Regions from separate parts of the Acanthopagrus latus genome. Here region 2 is linked to region 1. The links are chromatin contacts, called in public Hi-C maps. All regions are on one chromosome and are shown on one strand. The core of a region is the stretch at or near the end of the contact, and the rest is flanking DNA. Distances in the headings are between cores, read along the strand shown.

The links. Hi-C and Micro-C count contacts between places; a contact is called where the count stands out from the background.
Region 2: a contact with region 1 is called in a Hi-C map of liver, with 4 times the contacts expected there. The contact joins the promoter of cep41 here to the promoter of si:dkey-106n21.1 in region 1. A contact is called at or near these places in 4 of 4 Hi-C or Micro-C datasets (liver and muscle).

The regions. Positions count from the first base shown.
Region 1 is chr8:20,034,054-20,037,925 of fAcaLat1.1, reverse strand. si:dkey-106n21.1 (solute carrier family 23 member 1) reads left to right here and starts at 2,225. Exons shown (of 14, transcript XM_037105796.1): 1 at 2,225-2,769. The coding sequence starts at 2,699.
Region 2 is chr8:20,183,809-20,187,680 of fAcaLat1.1, reverse strand. cep41 (centrosomal protein of 41 kDa) reads right to left here and starts at 2,148. Exons shown (of 11, transcript XM_037106755.1): 1 at 1,998-2,148; 2 at 1,595-1,658; 3 at 1,427-1,474; 4 at 115-176. The coding sequence starts at 2,030. It overlaps poc1b (POC1 centriolar protein homolog B), which reads left to right and starts at 2,603. Exons shown (of 12, transcript XM_037106748.1): 1 at 2,603-2,916; 2 at 3,730-3,814. The coding sequence starts at 2,893.

The DNA.
Region 1 (3,872 bases), core at 976-3,475:
AACAATAATGTACAACTCACAGCCACCACAGCCTGCTCAAGGTAAACAAACTCAAATATACTAGTACTAACAAGCCAGTGTCACTCAACTATCTTCAGCTATTGTCCATGAGGGCTTCAAGTTGTGAGATGAACTCTTCCATTAATGCTCCATTCTGAAGCATTTTGAACGGTGTCTGTCCATTTTTTTTAAATGTTACTCTTTAACGGTGCAGATTTTGAATGTATGGAGGACCCATGTGCAGCAACAAGATAAGCATGCAATCTTGAGCATTTTAAAACCTCTGCACATACAGATGACACAGGTGATGCCAATTATAGTCTGGATTCACCTGCTACCTGAGACGATTTCTAATCGGGCAAGATGAGTGAAAACACCTGAGGGCTGTTTGTACTTCAACTGCTTTTTTCCCCTCTAATGGGCAGAGTTTTTGTGAATCTGTGTGCTGAGCAGTTCAGTCAGTGTCAAGCAGAAGGTTGTCACATCCTGGCTTAGGACGGACTGCCATCTTGTGGACAAAAGCGACTTTACACCATTTTAAGTGTCTCAGCTTTTTGTGTGTTGTGTGGGAGATATACATTATGTTGAAAGGTTATTTCACAAAGACGCAATTTCAACCAACACAATCCAGCGCACAGACCGATTCTGGGGTTTTGACGCAATGTGAGTGTAATAATGTGCTTCCTTTGAATTGATTATAATAGTTTCATGATGCAATTGAGGAAACATTGTGCCAGATAGTGGAATTATTTTTGTCTCCATTGAAGAGAATATCAGATGGAGCTTTTTGTGCACTATTAAATTAAAAGGCCCTCACTGAGGTTTAAAAATGTTCCGCTCAAAAACATGTACTGCTCTACTGTCTTTGACTTTCTTCTCTTTCCTGTCCTGATCATCCAGGGTGGCCCAGAAAGTCTGGGGTCTGAAAATAAATTGACGGATGATTTAGAACAATGTACTGTACTTCTACTTTTTTTTTTTTTTTTAATCTAAAGGCTTCCTGGCTTCCTGCCTCCCTCATCCAGACGATTACAGATCAGCACATCAGCAGAGCTTATACCTGACACACCTATGGGTGCAAACCATTGCAGTGATATTTGCCATCTCTTTTAACTGACTGTCATAATCCCTCTGGATCTGGATTGATTCCAGTAGATTCAGGTCACCTGTTGTGCAGGGTGTGGACACTGGCTGCCAATTAACAATTTAGAGCAGCTCGGGCATTCCCCTCATAGCCAGTCATGGTATGACAATGCCCTTTTGTGAGGGCTTAAGAGGGGAGTAAAACAGCACACCCAGGTGATTCTTGTTCTTTCCTTGACGCAGCGCAGACCTCGTCCCACTTTATATGCGTCTCACTCCCCCAAGCAGTTGTTTAAACACAGTTTTTCAAATGATTTCACCATTTACACTAAATTTATAGTAGCATTTTATAGATAAAGCAAGCAGTAACTAATACAGGCTACTTATTTGTCACCAGTAGAGAAGCTCCCCAGACACCCTAGAAATTGCACAATTTGTAGTTACTGCATCAGAATAAACTTGGGGGCAGGGGTGGTGAGAGTATATTTCACTATATTTTCTGTTTTTCAGGCAGGTTAGTCAGAATTTCTTTTAAAAAACAGTGGCTTTTATAGTTACTCTTTCAAAAAGACAAACTGTTACATGAAGACACTATCTAATAAACAAACATTGCCTATCTCTGCAATCCTTATTGCTACAGGTGTGACCTATACAACTACTTTGTGTTTTCTGGCTCTGCACCATTAAGACACATAAAGGTTCTCCTCTCAGTTAAACCTCAAAGACAATATTTCTGTTCGAACGCTTCCATGGGATTAACTCTGCTTTGACACGATCAATACAGCAGAGTGTGTACAAGGAAGACTCATCAGAGCAATCAATGATCCAGTCTACAAAGACAATTAGTGCTGCTCGAATTACACCAAACTTTTGTAGCCTAAAGTGTCTCCATAAATCATGAAACAGAGAAAGAGATAATCTTTGGCAGTTGAGGTCAAGCTGGACTGCCACATGTGCTTCACAATGCAGTGAAAACTAACAGTGATTACTTGACCAGAAAAAAAAAAAAAAAAATCCTTCCTGTCTTTATTAAAATTCCAAACAACATAATTTGTTACCATGGCAAAAAGATCAGAACAACTAGTTTCTGGTCTCACCAGGAAAATCTCCTTCCCCCCTCTCTCTCTCTCTCTCGCTGCATTCTCTCTAGAGATAAACTCTCAGAAACAAAATGATGCTGTGCTCAGTCCGAATAGACTATCATGTCTCCTTAAAATTAGAATTACATTATTCATTGCAACGCTGTTTTTAATGAATGTATCTGCAAAGTTGGAAAATCCCAGTATCTGCAAAATATCCACTGACAGAATGTTTTTTTTTGTTTTCATATGTGCACATGGAAACAGAGTCACAATGAGGCTGTCATGGTGACATTTAGGGAATAACTAAGCATTTAGTTACGGTTAGGAGAAAAATATTTGAAACACAAGACAGGGTGCATTGACTTTTGAATATGTAAAGAGAACCACAATCTTTCTGTAATCTTACAGTTGAAAGGATTACCAGTTTACCATTTTGGGAAATGCTTGCAGTCTTTTTGTGCTAGCCGAGAATCGTGTAATGTATGCAAGAAAGCAAATGAGTACACTTCCTAAAAACTATCCCTTTGACCAAAATGTTTTTGTTCTCCGACCTGATCTGCACCCACTCACAGGATGCAGGAAATGAATCACGCCTCTCTTCTCGGTTCGTACATCCTCGACTTCTTCCCTTGCCTCCTCTCTTCTCAGTCTCTCCCACATGAGATGACACAAAGAGAGAGGCGTCCAGGCAACAGGCGCTTGAGAAAATAGGACATTTTTTGCTTCTAAGCTTAATTTTAAGTGATGACGATTAACTAGACAGTGAGGCAAAGCTGCCTAACCTGACTATTGCTTTGTTATTGTCTACTGCCGTGTTCTATCTCTGTCTCTTGTTAATTCAGTCCACAATGTGGCATAATGTGACACAAGTAATATCAAGGGGAAAATCCTTTGGGAATGCAGTTAGAAGAGCACCTTATAAAAAAGGCTACATCATTTTACATAAATATACAATGTTTAGTCCTAGTCACATGACTGTTGACACATTCTGACTATCTTTTATATTACGTGTATAGAAAATATAAACAGCAGTGCATCCTCACTCATAGCTCCTCTGGTATAGGGTTATTTTTGTGACTTTATTATGCAATCAAACACAATAGATTTTTTGCCTGTAGCCAATTAGTTAACTTTTGTCACTTTCTCATTTTAATGTTAAGTGTCGTGCTAGCTGAGCTCTCTGGATTTCCATCTACCTGTATTCAACTTAAATAACAGCAGCTGACAAAAACACAAGACCTATGAGGAGAGAGAGGGGAGTAGAAGAGGCATGAAATTAAAGAAATAGGAGCCTTGATCTGACCTGTGGTGCAAGCATGTAAAATGTGTCGACAGGAAAAAAGTGTCCTAATACGGCATCTTCTCAGGTCTGATCCATCCATCGCTAATTCAAATAACCAGGGGGGAATCAGCTTGATGCCATAAAACAATGTCTGGAAAGGACAAAACACCGGAAACCACTGTAAAAACAAGGTCAGCCAGTACGTCACATGGAATGCCCATTGTTGTCATTACACCTCACTGTGCGCCCTGAGCCACGTATCATTTATCCCAAGCCATATTTTTGAGTCTCTGTTGGTTTTTTAAATCAAACAGTGAAACTACTCATTATGTTACTCAAGATGCAATAATGTAAATCTGACATTACATTATGAGTGGCTATGTGCAGGAGAGAAGACGTTAATGGATTCATCAGCCTGGTCAAAA
Region 2 (3,872 bases), core at 899-3,398, 150 kb before region 1:
CTCACTACGTTCCAGCAGTCACCTCTACAATATAAGCCACAAAAATAATTGACTGGACCACATAAATTTTGCAGGATGTTGAGGTATTATAAGGTAATAAACATCAATGCTTACCAGTTGTGCAAATGTTGTCACCTTCAACCGCTTAAAGATTTCATCTTTTCGATATCTATAGTCTGAAAAATGGGGAAGCAAATAATATTTAAAACAAATAAATATTCTGGTAGGAGGGAGCCTCAAAGCTCTGATGACAGCCTTAAAAAAAATGTATTTAAGAAAGGCTGCTGTAGCTAATAATTTTGCACATTTGGTCCAAAGGTCGAATCACTGTGATTGATAATTGCAAAATCAAGTAAAACTGTGATGATTCTTTAACCACTGAATGCAGCTAACTACCCACAACTCACCTGGGTCTTGCAGATCCCCACTCTCCTCATCCCCCTCTAATGCCTCATTAAACCTCAGCTTTGCCCTGTCCGTCCCCATACTGTATTCCAGCCGAGGCTGCCACTACTACACCCAAATCCGGCTGCTCAGACAGTTTTATCTGTGCTAGGGATAATGGTATTATCCACAGTATGACATCACTAGCTCACACTTTCTCAAAGAACTCTACTGGCACCTGACCAGCATGTCTTTGTGCAGACACACAGGAATTATTGTGGACAGGGGCACAATCCCCCATTGGAGAGCGATATAATCTATGCCACTTATCCTTGAGAAATCAGAACAGGTCAACACAAAATGACTACTGTCCACAAAGAACGTACTTAACTGGGAAATACCAGTGGGTTAGAACTTCTCCGGTTTACCTTTTAAAGTAGAAAGTAAGAAACAGACTCTTAGGAAGGTTTACTTGGCTGTAACTGGATCGTGCGTGAGTTTTATACAGTCCTGACAAACTGGGTTATCTGATCCACCTGTCCACATTTTGGGAGAATGGAAAGTGTCTATAAAGACACAAACAGACTGAACCACTGTCATGTGTCCAATTGTGAATAGAAACACTATTCTGTACTTACTGGGTCAAACTGTGGTCAAAGGATTCTACACTGTATGTGTTTTTTCAGGAGACACTAAAGCCTGTCTGATAAATAAAATGCCCATTGCAGATGTGAATATCAGAGACATAAGTCCAAATGTTAAAACTTGGAAATAGGTGGTTTTGCATTTTACAAAATTCAGCCATCCTTTTGCACTTATTCAATCAAATGACATCATTAAACGCCTACCTCTGATTCAGGCTTGAGTGAGTTTTCAGTACGACTATGAACAAATACATTTTTGTTCAGAAGCCAGATTTGAGAACCCCAGACAAAACATACAACATGTTAAGTGAGAGAGCACATCAAAAAAAGAGCAAGACAGAGTATGATAAAACAGGACACTTCCACTGATCTGATTCCTCTTCAGATGAGTTACTCACTTTTTCTAATCTCCTCCAGTTTTTCCATATACTTTGAAAGGCTGCATCCTATTGACAGAAATGACAGCAACATAGTAGAGAGGCAAAAGGAGCATTATATATTATTATAAGCATAACAATCGTCAATAATCTGTAACACTGTAGTACACTTGTTCATTGACAAGATACCTGTATCCAGCCTTGTTTTGACATGTTGATATTTGGCGTTTTTCGGTATCCTTCTCCTCATGTACTACAAGGAAAGACAGCCATGAGTTTTTCACTAGATAGCTGTTTAACCCAAAAAACCTGAGCGACAGGATAGCAGATGCTAACAATAGTTAAATTAGCCTGCAAGCATGGCAGCCTTTAGAAAGAGCTAGCGGTAAACATAATGAGTCTTTCAGGAGCACTCTCGCTGATGTGGTAATTTAAAACTGACCACAGCTAACTGGCTAGCTCGCTAGCTTGCAAATCAACATTTGTTTTTGCTGGCTCAAGCTGTATTCAAAGTATGATAATATCGATATTGCAGTACTACCAGTTTGCGGGTAAATAAAAGTAAATAATGCTGTTATATAACTAAAATTACCTCTGCATTGCCGATGCCCCGATTGAGCGACATCTTTTCAAACCGAAAAGCCAAACATCAATTTCCAAGTTGAACAAACTCGTCGCTGATTTGTCAGTGCTGTACCTCGGACCAATCAGAGACGCTGGTACTGGGCCACTTCTGCCTCAGAGCAGTTTCATTTGATATGGCTTGCCAGTTGCTTAGCAGCGGGAGGACGCTCCACCTTAACGATAATGCTGCATTCATTTTACCAGGAAAAAACACAACCTATTTGGATGACAACAGCAAAAAGTTCACAAAACAAAGTTCCCGGCTTGATTGTAATGCATTGGAGGTGCTCACAAATTATACCGTTGATCACAATCTGTCGCCAAACGCTTACGTGATATTCTTGTTAAATTCTATTGATTTAAATATTGTAGTTATTATATATACACTTTATTTGAATGGTTGTCGCTTCTTTCGAGGCAGTAAGCAGAGCCTTGATTTGACGGACGTACCACCAAATTCCCCAAATTCAACATTTTCATTTCCAACTTGAATGCTGTCGCGCACGGTTATTTGAAGCTGCGAAATGGAATTGTCGAGTAGGATCCTCTTATCTCCTTGTTTTTCATATGTTTCATGAACGCAGCACCACTCTCCCAGCTGCCACAAGTGTTTTTAGCTGCAGAAATAGCGGGTGTTTTTCCGGATGCTCATATGAAAACAATACGCAGTTTTTGAGTGCATACAATTCAGAGTAAAATAAGTTTGCAAGAAGACCGCCGAACGGAACGCCGTGTTATCTGAGCTCGACAGGTTATGTCTGAGACTGCTGCTGAAGGCGCACAGTTTGACAGTCATGGAAGTAACGTCTCGCAGCAGCGGGGCGGCTAAACTTTCCCTCTGACAACATTAGCTGTTTCGGCAAATGACCACAATGGCGTCTGTTTTGGTAAGTAAATCTGTTTACACTTTCATAAAGTCTAATGAGTAAAAGTGGGTTTACACTGACAGCGTGCACTGACGCTAATGGTAGCCGAGTCAGCTAGCTGCCTACCTGCTAAGAGGATTTGCTGAACGGGGCTGTCAAAACACAGCTTGGGTCCCCTCTATTAATTCATCTCATCATAGTAGACTTGCTTATTAGTAATCCACTTTAAGTTCTTGTTGCTCAGTGTAATGTCTCTTTAGCGCTGTTCCTAAACACACGTCTGGTCTGCTCAGGCAGACAGTGTCCCATTCTGAAGTTCCTGCCCAGCCCTCCATCACAACAAACAGACTAGATTTAAATCTAGATTGATATTACATAATATTTTTTAAAGGGGCACTTTGTAGTTTTAGAGAAGAACTTAAAACTCAGATTTTCAGTATTTACAGTTTTGGATAATATTGGACAATAATAAAAACTCAGAATATTTTTGTTTCTGTAACTGAATAAATAATCTTTTCTCAGAAGAAGGAGGTCCTAGAACACTGTTTGAAGCCATAAAGGTGGCCGGGTCAGCCAAATATAAGAAAACATAAAACAGTATGAAATAGTGTTGTCCTTTAAGGTCAGCTAATTTATGTTTACTCAATAATTCTCTGCCAGTGGGCATCATGCTTCTGACAAAAAATGTAAAGTGAGTTAAAAATGGTGGACAGATTTCCTTCAAGTAGACATAAGTCTGGTCTTAACAGTCAGAGGAACTGTTTTTGTTTCATGACTGTGTTATCCACAGGAAGACCTGACTTTTGATTTTGTTGTTGCGACCTTTCCTTGCAGGAGGATCCAACCCTTGAGAGACACTTCAAGGGGCATAAAGATGCTGTCACCTGTACAGACTTCAGCCCAAACCGCAAACAACTGGGTAATCCCTCTGACAGTGAAATCTTTACCAATTTGAAGATGCTATTCAGGTGTTCTAT